Regions from separate parts of the Sus scrofa genome. Here region 1 is linked to region 2. Evidence: chromatin contacts called from public HiChIP or PLAC-seq data. All regions are on one chromosome and are shown on one strand. The core of a region is the stretch at or near the end of the contact, and the rest is flanking DNA. Distances in the headings are between cores, read along the strand shown.

Evidence for each region. HiChIP or PLAC-seq counts read pairs in DNA pulled down with a chosen protein or histone mark.
Region 1: an H3K27ac HiChIP or PLAC-seq map of alveolar macrophages shows a contact between it and region 2. The contact joins the enhancer-like site here to the promoter of STXBP5 in region 2. A contact is called at or near these places in 1 of 5 promoter capture datasets (liver), 6 of 47 Hi-C or Micro-C datasets (embryonic fibroblasts, fetal heart ventricle, heart right ventricle and 3 more) and 2 of 2 datasets of contacts at active chromatin or transcription factors (alveolar macrophages and skeletal muscle).

What each region holds. Positions count from the first base shown.
Region 1 is chr1:18,845,109-18,848,082 of Sscrofa11.1, forward strand. All of the region lies in intron 5 of LOC102160169 (a long non-coding RNA gene), which reads left to right. Among named protein-coding and RNA genes, the nearest start is that of ADGB, 180 kb to the right of the region's middle. Within about 2 kb of position 1,448, at least 69 of the 83 cell types and tissues checked have an H3K27ac peak or open chromatin away from gene starts, as enhancers often do. A contact at or near this core is called in alveolar macrophages, embryonic fibroblasts, liver and 3 more, where this site is marked.
Region 2 is chr1:18,511,361-18,514,344 of Sscrofa11.1, forward strand. STXBP5 (syntaxin-binding protein 5) reads right to left here and starts at 1,390. Exons shown (of 28, transcript XM_003480238.4): 1 at 911-1,390. The coding sequence starts at 1,060. LOC102160169 (a long non-coding RNA gene) reads left to right here and starts at 1,987. Exons shown (of 6, transcript XR_002338312.1): 1 at 1,987-2,513.

The DNA of each region.
Region 1 (2,974 bases), core at 198-2,697, 330 kb after region 2:
CGGGTTCCATCCCTGGCCTTGCTCAGTGGGTTAAGGATGTGGGTTGCTGCAGGCTTTAATGTAGGTCACGGATGCGACTCCCACCTGGCATTGCTTTAGCTGTGGTGTAGGCTGGCAGCTGCAGCTCTGATTTGACCTCTAGCCTGGGAATTTCCATATGCTATAGGTGCAGCCGTTTAAAAAAAAAGTCTACTCAGGTATTAAACATGGTCACATTATATTAAATGAGGAAAACAACAGATTTTTAACCGATGTGTACATTATAACACTTTGTAGGAAGCATATCCAACATTAGGGGGGAAAGGCCATTAGTTCATACACTAAATTAAATGACAACATTTATCTCTAGGGTAGGGTATTATTTTATTCTCTTTATTTCCAGATCTGTATTTTTCTAATTTTCTACAATTAACATGTTTGGCTTGGACTTTTTTTTTTTTTTTTTTTTGCCTTACCCACGACATATAGAAGTTCCCTGGGCCAGGGACTGAAGCCCGGCCACCACAGAGACGACATGGGATCCTTAACCTGCTGCTATCCTTAACCTGCTGCTGAATCCACAGTGGGGACTCCCTTCTTATTTTTCTTTTAAAAATATTTTTGTAATTTCCCTTTGTGACATAATTAAAAAAGGAAAAAGATGAAGAAAGCAACCCTAGTTCTCTACTAGAAAGAAACGAATGCCTTTTCTCTCCCTTTAGCCAGTATCTTTCTTTAGAATATGGCAGCAAAAAAGATCATGGACACATTGGAGGGAAATTAAACACACACACACACACCACACACACACACCCCTTAAACGATAAAGCACTAACAAGATGCAAATGATTACAAAAGAGGAAAATCAAACAATATTCAGTTTCCTATTCCTTCTCTAAATTCAAGCTAAGTTCAGCAAGTTTGGGAAGTAATCGATTTCCTGCCTCTCTTTCAAAAACAGGCTGTATTTAACGCTGCAGCGAGGTCTGAGAAAGCGCTGGTAGCGCCCTTTGCTGCAGAATGAAGGGATAGAAAATGCAGAACAGGAAATTGCTACACACGGCACGTTAAGAACCTTGCGCGGTGAAGGCAAAAGCTGCCTATAATAACTTTTATCATTTGGTGAAAGAAAGGAAAGGAAGGGAGGGGAGGAGAGGGGAAGGGAAGGGAGGGAGAAAGAAAAGAAAGTCCTTTTAGGAAAACAAACAGGAGCACTGAGCTAGTGTCACCCGGTTCACAGGCAGCTGACAGCTGTACATAGCAGCAAGTCAACCAGAAGAACTACTGAGCCGTTTCCAAGGTTTCAAAGGAAGGAGGAAGGTCCAGAGAGCTCGTCCTCCCCTCTGGGAAAATGCGCCCGGGCCCCAGATGTGCCTCTCTCTTCCCGGACTCAGGTCTGCGTCAGCATCTGCAGGAGGGGCGGTCCCCGGGCCAGAGCATGCGCCCTGGGCGTTGCATAATCATCTTGGGCTGCCTCCCCACCTAGCGCTTGTCGGAGGCTCCCCCTGCTGGAAAAACCGGAAAATGATGCTCTCCCTGACCTGTCCTTGCCCCAGGCGCTCTCTGCATTTTAGGATGACCTCTCCCTTTTAGTCTTTCCTCTCTGCACCAGAAGGGAATTTTCTACAGAGAGAAGCAATGAATCTTAACCCTCTAGCACAAGGCATCCGCTGGAGCACCAGTCAGTAAACAGTTTCTGTAGGAAGAAGAGGTCATTATCAGGAGTTTCCTGACGCAGCTCTAGTTCTTGCCTTAAAGCCGTGCACTGAAGGATGGACAGGCCAGCCTCTCCTCTGACAGGAGAGGCCAGGCAGGGTTTCTTAGTGTCTGTGGGAACCTGAGGGGGCAGGTATACAGCATTCTCTTGCCTTTAAGCCCCCATCGTATCACAGAAACAGAAAGACCCTCATGCCATAGGGATTTCTAAATGTCTTTCCCCTTATTCCAGTCTCCACAAACCCCTTGTTACTCCTGTCAATTGCAGTGATCTCCCTAGATGTATAAGCTGTTGCCCTCATGTAGCCATAGGACTATCAGAGCTGCCAGGCTTTCCTCTAAATTGTCTCTTTTAAAGTTTTAGGACTCCTGAACTTGGCTAGGCTGAGCAGCACAAAATTTCCCATACCACTGTGCACTTTCTTTTTTTCTTTTTCCTTTTCTTTTTAGGGCCTTACCCATGGCATATGGAAGTTTCCAGACTAGGGATCTAGTTGGAGCTGCAGCTACTGGTCTACACCAGAGCAACACCAGATCCAATCAGCATCTGCAACCTACACCACAGCTTGCAGAAAGGCCTGATCCTTAACCCACTGAGTGGGGGGTCAGGAATTGAACCCACATCCTCATGAGTACTAGGGGGTTCCCTACCACTGAGCCACAATGGGAACTCCCACTGTTCACTTTCACTAGAAGAAGGTGATATCAGTTCTTGTTCAGCTGAGAAAAAGCTAATGATTCTGTCACCTTCTCTTCGCTCAGTTTGTGACAGATGTGACACATCACTCACCTGAGCTGTGGCTGAAGCATGAGATCACAGGGAGGGGAATGTTGTGTTGGCAAAGGGCGTGGTTGCCCGGAGTACGCTCTGAATCTGCGGAAATCCTGGCCATTTAATCTTGGCCCGAGTTATTCACGCTCTTGTCTTCTCATGGTTCGCAGTCCTGGCTGCCCTTTAGAATCACCCAAGGAGTTTTAAGAATCACGGATGCTCAGGGGTCAGAATAATTAGATCAGACTCTCTGGTAAGTGGAGCCAGAGCATCTGTATTTTTGCATAAGATTCTCAGATGACTACAAAGGTCAGCTGAGGCTTAGAACCCAACTGTAGTCTTGAGCTTCCCGGCTTGCAGGACACGATGTTATATAAGATAGGAACTCAGCCATGTTTGATAAATGAATGAGTGAGTGACTAAATGAATGAAGTCTGAGAAGGACGAAAACAGATGTATGGCAAATATGCTAAAAGATTGTGATTCATGAGAAATACTGATAGTAGA
Region 2 (2,984 bases), core at 140-2,639:
TGTAAATTCATTTTAAAATGCAATTCATGCTTTATTTCAAGCGTATAAACTTCATCATGACTTTGGATGCCAAATGCCAAGAACTGCTAAGGAAATGCTGTCATAATTACTTTAGGGAAGGATTCAGTAAAGCAGTTAGCAAACATCTATCTCAACATTTTCCAAGTGTAACAATGAAAATAAATAAAGCATATATTTTGCAATTTACTATTAAATCCTTAGTAATTTTAGGACACGAGGGCAAAAAAGTGTATTACGTTCTTTTAAGAAACTCTGACTTAGGAACGCGCCTGGTATTTATGAGGAAGGCAGATATTAAGACCAACACAAGTTTGTATTTCTCATTGAGCAGCTGGTGAATTAATTCGCTGCATCATTCTTTCTGAATTACAGACTGCTGTGACAGTTGTCGTGCCATTAACAAGCAAAAAAAAATCACAGTTCTAACTTTTTAACCAAACACCATGATAGAAGGACCCTGTGATTTCATATCTTAAGCCTCCTTTCACATTTTAAAGGGAAAGTAATAAGCAAAATATCTAGTTGAACAGGCTTGGCTGTTTGGTAAACAATATGCAATTGGCACCGCTCCCAAAAGAAACTTGGAAGTTGGTGAATTAGATATTAAAATGCTAAAATATAAAAAGGCACAAGACTAAGAATATGAATTAAAGGTCACTTTAACAGGTTAGAAGCAATGTTGAGACGACTGCTGCACGTGTAAAAAATCAACGAAAAGGAGTAAGATGATGTCAATCAACACAGCTCACCGAGCAAATGTTTGCTAGACGAGCGAGCCCTTTATTCGAGGTAGGATTGTTATCGGCGCTCAATACCTCGCACCCGCACGTAAAGCCCGAGCTGCCCCTAAAACGACCCCAATTTTCGCGGGACTGCGCGCTCCGTTCACCTTGCAAAGCTGGAAGTGCTCGGACTGGAGCGTTTCCTGGATCTCGGGCTCCCGGTTCCCAGGCGGGTGCTGCTGCTGCTGCTGCTGCGAGGCCGAGGACGAGCCCGCGGTCAGGCCGTCCAGCACCTTCCTGATGTTGAATTTCCTCATGGTCTCGGCGGGGTTCCCCCGCAGCCCGGGAGGGGAGGTAAGGAGCGTCCCCCGGCGTGGAGGGGGGACGAGCCCGGGCCGAGGGCAGCTTCCAGCGAGGACGCGGAGGAGTGGGAGGGAGTGGGAGTGTGAGGGGAAGGAGGCAGCTGGGGAGAAGCAAAAGATAATCCAGACAGGAAATACTGCGACGACGAGAGAGCCGCGGTCACCAGAGCCCCGGGCGGCGACCCTCTTCCTCCGAGGCCGCCGCTGTTCGCCGCGGCTGCTGTGGCGCCGCTTCAGCCGCCGCCGCCGCCGCCTCGCTCCGCGGCCCGGCGGCACAGCAGTGGCGGCGGCGCCCGGAGCCCGCTCCGCCCAGCCTCACCTGGCCGCGGGCTTACTCTGCGCCGCGCCGCCACCCCGGCTCGCCCCCGCCGCTGCCGCCGCGTCCATGGCCCGCGGCCCCGCCGCTCCACGCCCGCCCGGGCCCCGCAGTCCCTCGGCGCTTCCTCCCGCTCCTGCTCTTTCTCCTCCTCCCCGGGGTCGCCGGCTCTCGGTCCGCGGCCGCCGCGCCGGCTCCCTGCCGCTCAGCGCCTCTGCCCGCCGGGCATCGCACGCAGGGCGCCCGGGGTGGGTCCCCGCGCTCTCCGCCTCGCTCCTCCGCCGCTAGATCGGCCCGCCCTCGCTCCTTCTGAGCCCCGGCTGCCCTCTTCAGGCGCCGCCGCCGCCGCCCGCGCTCCCTCCCGGCAGCTCCCTTTCGCCTGACAGGGCGCCTCGACACACGGCGCCAACGCCCGCTCCGAGCAGCAGCGGCAGCCGCGGTTACAGCGCCCGCCGCGGCGGTGGTGGCAGCTGGGCCTCCGCGGACGGGGGCTCCTGAGCATGCGCGCAGCGCGCACCCACCTCCCCCTCCTCCGCCGCCAGAGTGGAGCTGGGGCTTAAATTATCCTCTGCGAAAATCCCAGACCGCGGCTAAATTTCTCCCATCTCAATCGCCCTGCTAGAGGATGCAGCTGCTTCTCCTGCAGCTGGGATAGTAAAAATGTTGACGACTAACGAGTAGCAGGAAACCTTTATTTCAGATTCGGTCATTAAAGCGGGGGTTTATGCTCTCACCCTTTAATGAGGTACACACTCCCGGCTACTGGCTGCAATATCGCTGTTGCTGCTTTATTGATGGGCTTTGTTTTGGATTGATTTGGCTTTGGATTTCGAAAAAGTGCGTCTAGACAAAGGTTATGTCTGTGGTAAGAGGATGGCAGACTTAGAGAGGTACTAGGAAAGGAGATAAACCCAGAGGGAGGAAAGCGTGGCCGTGGCCGGTAGCTTCTAGAGTGGGATGGTCTGCCAAAGGGAAAGCCTCCCCAGGGCTGGATATCTGCCCCGACGCTACGGTGGGCGGAGATGGGGGCGGGAGCGAGAATGGAGGTAAACACAGCTCGGACACTCATTTTCAGAACCTCCAATCTGCCAGGTAATGCTGATTATCCACTAAGTAGACCCCAGCGACTTCTCTACTCTTGCAAGGGAGGGAAGGATGAAGTTTTCGCTCAAACCTTTCCACTGCTTCACTGTCATAATCTCAGTTAGATGCTTGAAGGCAAATGTCTGGCTCAAGTTTGAAAAGGCAGAGAGATTCATATGAGCTGCGGGTACCATTTCCGGAGAGTGAGTTCAATAAAGAAAAGTGGATGGAAAGAAGAGGTACTTGATTAGGAAGGATTTAGAAACTAAGAAAAAACGTAAAGAAGGATGGAAACCCATGAAGACTAATTTTATTCGTAGGGGTGAGGTGGAAAGAGAGAACAAGCTCCCAAGCTAACAACTCTCTGCCTAAGATGGTCTTGAGCTACAGAGGGTTTTCAGAACCCAAATCAGAGGTACCCGCCCTCTTCTTTGTGATTGGTCCCCTCCTGCCCGCTCAGGGAAATTCTCATCCCGGTAT